2 separate regions of the Sus scrofa genome follow, and region 2 is linked to region 1. The links are chromatin contacts, called in public HiChIP or PLAC-seq maps. All regions are on one chromosome and are shown on one strand. Each heading gives the region's core, a stretch centred on a gene start, on an enhancer-like site or on the middle of the called end of the contact. The rest is flanking DNA. Distances are from core to core; before and after follow the strand shown.

What was found. HiChIP or PLAC-seq counts read pairs in DNA pulled down with a chosen protein or histone mark.
Region 2: an H3K27ac HiChIP or PLAC-seq map of alveolar macrophages shows a contact between it and region 1. The contact joins two enhancer-like sites. A contact is called at or near these places in 5 of 47 Hi-C or Micro-C datasets (heart right ventricle, liver and skeletal muscle) and 2 of 2 datasets of contacts at active chromatin or transcription factors (alveolar macrophages and skeletal muscle).

Annotation. Positions count from the first base shown.
Region 1 is chr2:145,031,640-145,035,516 of Sscrofa11.1, forward strand. No RefSeq gene overlaps it. Among named protein-coding and RNA genes, the nearest start is that of NR3C1, 100 kb to the left of the region's middle. Within about 2 kb of position 1,907, at least 5 of the 83 cell types and tissues checked have an H3K27ac peak or open chromatin away from gene starts, as enhancers often do. A contact at or near this core is called in alveolar macrophages, where this site is marked.
Region 2 is chr2:145,350,068-145,353,944 of Sscrofa11.1, forward strand. No RefSeq gene overlaps it. Among named protein-coding and RNA genes, the nearest start is that of YIPF5, 320 kb to the right of the region's middle. Within about 2 kb of position 1,609, at least 2 of the 83 cell types and tissues checked have an H3K27ac peak or open chromatin away from gene starts, as enhancers often do. A contact at or near this core is called in alveolar macrophages, where this site is marked.

The sequences.
Region 1 (3,877 bases), core at 657-3,156:
AATACTTACATTATTAAGATCCAAGATCAAGCTTGCTCTTCTGGCAGCCTAATAAACACTCGTGATTTATCCCAAACTTACTGTCAACAGGTCCCAACATCCTTGACTAGCAGTTTAAGGTTTATAGAGCAGTGATCCTTACAGGAGGAGGTATGATCTATTTTACTGATAAGCAGAGGCTCCCGCAGGTAAAGTTACTTTCCCTGAGGTCACACAAGTCACAGAATGCCTCAAACCCTTCTGTGAGAACATCTCTTCAGGGCTCGAAGAAGCCCCACGCCCCCATGCTTGCATTCTTAGTTATTTGGCTCAGGGATGGCTACCTGGTTGGAGCTGGACTGTTAACAGGATCGCTTTGGAATGCTTTCAGGACTGGAAACTGGCTCTGATTTCTTAGAATTCACCTCCATGCATAAAAAGTGAGACTCCAAGTCTAAATATTATTTTCGGAATGTGTTACTCTTACAGAGCTGGTGTGCACAGGTAACCAGAGATGCGAATGCCTTCTGTAGAAATTGGCGTGTTTCTCTTATTCTGTGCTCACACCTTACCTATATCCCTCCCCTGGTAAGCATTTCCATCCTGGCCCAATGCCACTGTGGCTAAGGTTCTCCATGCCTTTTCTTCTGTCTCCTGTTTCTGTCTCTCCACATTCAGCCCAACCTTTTCCTTCCTTCTTCCCTTCAAGCAGTTGTGTCCTACCACATCTCTTATTAGGAGGTAAGAAATTAAATTCTTTTCTAAATAATATGTACTCATTTTGCCTATGCATCTTCCTCTAGCCATATCTACGAAAGGAAAGCAATGGGGAGGAAAACACTCTGAGTTCCAAGAGAGGGAAAGATTTAACAAACAAATTGACTGCAAGTTATTAGGGATTGATTATATTTTCCTCCTGTGGCTATTAGTGGGTTTAAGGTAATTTTCACAAAAGGCAGAATTCAAGCATTAGGAGGAGAGATAGCTGTCTCTCTGGCAAAGAAGGGACAGCACCTGGGGCTGGGCTTCTCTGCATGTGCACAGGATTAGCCTTTGTGTAGAAACCAAAAGTTTATGCAATAACTTGGGTGGATCTTGTAATTTCATTCCTGAAGTGTGCAACAAACTTTTTCTCCTGAGAAAGCCTACATTTGAATGACATATTTGAGATCACAAGAGCCCTCAAATTTCAATTTTAATTAGCTGAAACAATCTGACATTTTTTGGTGTAGAAGCTGTGAGGCTTAATGATTATTTTCATCTCCAGAATAGTCTTTAGGAAAAACAAAATAGTTAAGGTAATTTCCATAAAGACTCACGTTCATGGCAGCAAACCGCATTGATAATTAAACCCATTTGGAGAGATGGGTATGGAATTCAACTAACATCTTGTTTCTCTGCAGGAAGCATTTCGATATCTCCCATATCGCTGACTGTCACTTGGGACTAAGAAAATTTTAGAATGTAAGAGGAAGATGGAAGAAGCTTCTTGGAAGCAAATAAAATAGCCTATTAGGTCACGGTGATCATGCAAGGAGTCCCTGTGGGTTTTGCATTGAGCTTGGCTTTATAGAAAATACAGATTGAGGCAATTAGTCCTTTCCAATTTTAAGCAAGCAGTAGCAATGGGAAGTATGCCAGGAGGGATGATTAAGGATTAAACAGCATGGGAACTTCATCAGAAGCTCCTCAGTTTTGTTGCCAGCACCTGATCTTTCTACATCAGCACCTCCTTGATTATGGAAGGTGGGGGTGCTTCTCCTGGACCCCACCCCTTAGCCCACTTACCGCTCAAGGGAAAGTTATGGAAGAGAAGGATCCTGTCTCCACCAGCTTCTAAGAGGGAACACAGCCAAGAGAGGCAGGAAGAAGCATGCTCACTTCCAACCTTTTTGGCAAGCTCAGGGGGAGCAAAAGCCATTGCCAATTCTATTTTTTAATACAGATTCAAGCAGGGTTGTGTCTACACATGCAAAGGGAAGTGCACAGTGCTCTGTGTTAAACAGCATAACACCTTTTTTTTAATTAAAAAAAAAAAGAAGCCTAAGCCTTTGCCCGACCATCCAGGTATTCGTTTTCCATATGGTTGGTCCACACGGCAGCGTGAGTCTGGAGAACCGCAGTGTCTCCTGCGGTCATAGGCAGGGGACCCAGTTGCATACCGCTCACCCCACCTATCACAGGTGGGCCAGGCACCAGCACCCGTAAAGGAACTCTCTTTCCTTCTGGAAATAAAGTTGAGCTCCTAGGTCTGGCGAACCTTGACATGCGAGGCACTTTGGTGCTCAGAGTTGGAGAGCCATCAAGGGAGAGGAAGATAACAAAGGGGAATCAGTGGGGGATAAATTAGGAGTTTGGGATTGACATATACACACTATTACATGTGAAATAGATAACCGACAAGGACCTACCTATAGCACAGGGCGCTATACTCAATATTTTTCAATAACCTATAGGGGAAAATACTCCGAAAAAGAATACATAATACAAACATGCATATATAACTGAATCACTGTGCTGTACACCTGAAACTAACACGGTATTGTAAATCAACTCTACTTCAATAAAACAAAAAAAGAAGAGGGAGGAGAGAGAGAGGAAAAGAATACTCGAGTCCCAATTCTCTCTCTAGCCTGGGAAGAGTTCCCACAGCCTGTTCCCCAATGATATTTAAAAAGTCAATTTGACATTTTCCATGAAAATTCAGACTCAACAGATCATACAGAGAGAAACACTGATTTATTTAGTTTGTACTACATTTTAACAGCCTTTTTATATTCTAGTTTTTTTTTTTTCTTCCCTTGGCTGCACTCATGGCCTATGGAAGTTCCCTGGCTGGGGATTGATCCTGCAAAGGCAAAGCCAGATGCTTAACCTGCTACACCACAGAGAGAACTCCTATTCACTGAAAATGTACCCTGGTCTGATGCCATCTCAAATAATGTCGCAATAGGCATCCTTATCCGTGGGCCTTTATATACTTGCTCAAGCTTCAGTCAAATTCTTAGAAGTGAAACTGATGGTCAAAGGGCGTTTGTCTCTTCTGAGTGTTCTGCCATGCTCAGCTGTGCCTGCTGAGTACACCGTGTGTGTTAAACAGGAGGCAGCACAGCACTGCCATCACTACAGCTTTGCCATCAGCCAGTGCCAGCTCTGCACCTCAGAGCCTGCGTGACCTTGTGTAAGTTATTGACCTTTCAAAACCAGAGTTTGCCATCTATTGACTAGAACAACACTAATCGCATATGAGGTCGCCATGGGCCAGGTACTGTTTTAAGTGCTCCGTTCATTTACTTCTCAAATAACCTTATGAGGTAGGTGCTATTCATATCTCCTTTTAGAGATGAGGAACTAGGCACAGGGAGGGCACTCAGTTTACCAGGATCACACAGCTAAGGAAGTAGTGGGGTCACTTTTCCCCCCAGGAAGCCTGGCTCCAGAGCCTATTTTTTAAATGTCCTTCTAGGGAAGGTGATGACAAAATATGATAATGAAAACAGAGGATGATATGATAATGATAATGATATATGATATTGAAAACAGAGGACAATATGCAAGTAGGTGGGGAGGTGAGAGAGAGAAGGAGAAAGAGAGAGAGAATTTAGCGTGGTATGTGGCCCTCGGTGACTTCATGCAGCCTGGCAAGAGCAGAGGTATAATGCAAAGCCTTTCTTCAAGGCACATCCCTTAAGAATGAACAAGCTGGCCTGATGGATTTCCTTAAGATTTCATTTTTATGAAGAGGAAGCCTGGGAACAGAGAAGCATGTGACTCTGGAGATCTGTTAAATCTTTTAGCCCAGAAACCAACAGAATCACAGGAATTCATACATTTCTTAGACTGGGAATTAATGGCACTGATGAAGGAAGTTGTAATGACCATGAAAGATGAACCTTCC
Region 2 (3,877 bases), core at 359-2,858, 320 kb after region 1:
CCCTGGCCTCATCTTACACCAAGACACCTGGTCTCTCCCATGATGCTTCAGGCCACCTGAGTGCTCCTTCCTGATCATAGGCTGCTCTGCAGTGTCTCCATGCCAACTTCAATGTTAAGAGCAAGGGATCAGTAGACAGCTGTGGAATAAAGAAGGGCATGCAGACAGGTATGCAGGCATGAATGAAGGAATTCCACCTACAAAATTCATCTCAACTACCCTTCACTCTTATCGTGGAATGCCTACAGGGCCAGCAGCTTCCCTACTCTGCCTAGAGAGCAGAAGACACATGGGCTCAGATGGAGAAAGACTCTGAGGAAGGTCAGGGAGATTTTGGAGCAGGAACAAGACCACCACTAAATTGACCTTCCCTGGAGTCCAGGTTGGACAAGAGAAGTCAGAAACAGGGAGGGAGCCTGAGAGCATAGCAAAGGCCGACTAGGATCCAAGGGTGTGTGAGAGGAACATACACAAGAGGCCACAATTCAGAAGGACTGGAAACTTCAAGATCACAGCAGAGAAGACCGCTTTGAGGCAAGGCTTCCAGGTAACCAGAGTGGAAAAGGATATCCTAAGAGCCAAGGTCAAGAAACTGGTGGACCGAGAGCTGAGGTCACCAGAGATAATAGTTTACCACTTGTCACTATTCATGGTACCTATAACTGCAATCCCACATTATTTGTTGGTTTATTTGCTATCTTTTTTTTTTTTTTTTTTACCACCCCAACTAGATTATACTCAAGGGCAAGGACCAGGTATGTCTCAGTGTGATATCTAGGATCAATCATAATCAGAGATACTTGTTGCATATTTGGAGGATAAATGAGTGATTGAAGGGTTAGGGTTGTGACTGTACTTCAATCTCTCATTTGTCCTTTCACATTTGAAGGTGACTGTGCTTTCAGAAGTTGGGTGATGTGAGTGAAAACCATTTGAGAGTTATGAAGACATAATTTTACTGAGCTATTCAACCTCAGGATTTATATACAATTGCTCGTATTGTTTTTAGGTCCTGAATTTATTCTCTCTACCTTGAAAGTGCATGTTCTTCAAAGGCAAGAGCAAAATTCTATATAATACTTCATTTCTATTCCCAGAGCACTCAGCCTAGGGCTGTAATAATACTAAGTGGATGCATATCAGCCTTGAGGAGTGGGGTGGGGTGGTAGTTAAACATTTTTGTAGTTACACAGAACCACTTCTGTCAATGCTGTTTGACAGAAGCTTCCATATCAGCAACATAAGGACAAAAAGGAGGACATAGCTCATAGGGTTGATACAAAGCTTAAATGAGAGAATGTGTATAACCATTTATCAGTGCCATGTGCACAGTTGTCCATGCATGGTAGCAAAAGATAAAAAGAATTTTTACTCTGTTGTTTAGACCATGTGAGCTATTGCATTTAGGGTTTGTCATTATCTGCATCAATTATACTCTCATGCTCTTCTTGGAACCTTGCCCCAAAGGAACACTTCCTTTCCTGGTTTGCTTCAGCAGCAAGGATTCTGCCCCAGCACCAGTCTTCCGCAGGACCAGTTTGGTCTGCCAGCTCTGGTGGAGGGGAGGGGCGGGGCTGATGACCCCAGAGGCCAATCTGGGTGTGCACAGCTGCATGCTGCCCTCTGGTGGTGGCCTTTTGGGCTGCCCCATCTCTGCACTGGACTTTCCCAGGGCTGTGCTGACCGAAAGGTACAGGGACAAACCACAGAATGAGCACCCATAGGGAATTGCCTCGAGGATTACGGGCTGGTGATGAGGGATGCACTGCACCAACTATTCTATTTGGCTCAGTTCCTCTTATGCATTATGGGGATGTGCAATCTATACCAGTGAAAAACTCAGTATCTTCAAGCATTATAAGGTCTTTGGAGCTCAGGTGACATGGTTCCAAGGCTTTGAGAGGGGGAGTAATCAGCCTAAGATCACACTACTCAGCTGTGACATTGGCCTCTTAAGTTCTGTGTGATGGTTCACCTGCCAGACTGCTTTCCTTCTGTAAGGAAAAGTCGGGGTTCTTGCCATAAGAGAGAATTTCCTACAGGAAGGCTTCAGCATTGCCTCAGGTGAAATTACCCTAAAAGACCACAGAAGACCCGGGAGCCCACCTTGTTTCTTCCCTTTCCTTCATGCTTTCTACTCAATAGCAAGTCAGACTCTTCACTTTCCCATCTCCCATAGCTGTTCCCTGTTTCCCACCTCATCTGTACTAAGCAGCACTATGCAGGAGTTCTTTGGCTTGGATGACTACACTGCTTTCCTACAATCACCAGCCCCCTCCCTGAAGTACCCTCTTTCCCCAGGATCCTCCTTCTCTCATTATTCTTGATCATGTTTCCCTATTCCTTCATAGCAGGAATCACTATTCATAATTTCTTCTTTCTTTCCTTAATGAATATCCTCTATGAAGAATAACTTCCAGGAAAGCAGAGCTCTTGTCTTCCCACTGCTATATTCTCAATGTCTGGTACATAATAGATGCTCAGAAAGGTGCTTGTTGTGGGAAAAACTGCACTTTAGATCTTGAGCAACTTGCTAAATTTCTACAACTTGCAGCTGCTCCCTTGCCATGTCCAACTGCACAGAATCATCTTAATCAGACTGTGCTCTTATGTTGGTTGTCTGAGTGAATGAGCACATAGAAGGGGTCTCATTTCCCCCAGAGCAAGCCTTGTGTGCATGTTTATACATGCATAGAGCAAATTTTATATATTTATACAAATTACATTTCTGCCTCCATGTCATTTACAATAGCTAGTGAATACGTGTTCCTTCTCCTATGCCTCACTGTAAGTCACAGTAACAAGATTTTACAGCACTAAATGCCATCCCAGTACATTAATACAAACTTGATATTATGTTAATTTGGTGGTGGTTTCTCCCTGTAACTAGGCATTCTGGAATCATATCCAAGAAAAATAATTGAATAGGGAAAGAGACTGTAGTTGCCATTAAATTAAAACCAGAGATCATGTTGTGTGTTATTCTTCTCTGGTTCCACCTATAGCAATAACTGGAAAGGGGTCCTTAAGGGTGAGTAATTGGAATCAAAGTCACAAGAGCCAGAAATCATGAACCAGTCTCTTTCAACACTACAGTAAATGCCACCAGAGAACGAAGGCTGGGTAGGAAACTATGCATGCGAACAAATAAACACCGCAGTAAAGAAGTATGCAGGAGAACGGTGATAATGTACACACAGCATCATGCCTCCTTTTGACTCAGCAACAATAATCTTGTTACACAAGAGTGATATTTCAGTCAGATCTGGCCCTCGATGTAGAAGGCTCTGAGTCACCTGCCTGGGGGAAGCTGCAAACATTTCACACTTTTACAGACAGCAGCAAGCTAACAGAATTACAGTCTGGCTCACTAAGCACACATCCCTTGGTTGTGCCAGCCTCTCTTTAGAGCAAAGCTGCTCCCTCAAAGGCATACTACCATTACTCTCCCTGCACCATTGCCTCCTTATCTGCACAGCCTTCTCTAAGGTACATGCAAAGTGAAAAGAGGGTACGTTGAAAAGGGAAGAAATGCAATTGATGACAGTCCTTCAGACTTGTTCATCAGATCCACCCATTAGCCTCTTGATGACACTAGGCTCTCCTGTGTCTTACCTTCTCTTTAAAGTAAAAATCATTTGTGTCAGCTTAAGTGATGGTCAAATAGTCTTTTTTTTTTTTTTTTTTTTTGCCTCCAAATAATGTGTACCCTTTCACTGTCTGTGGTTCGGTGTGTAAGGAATATATGCTTTCTTATCCAAGATTTGAACACTTGAGGAAAATCTCTAAGATCCTTTGGGGGAAAGGGACTAATAACACTGGGAAGTCAAGGTTAGTAATCCCATGAGCCTGAAAGAAGGTTTTTATTAAAAGATAC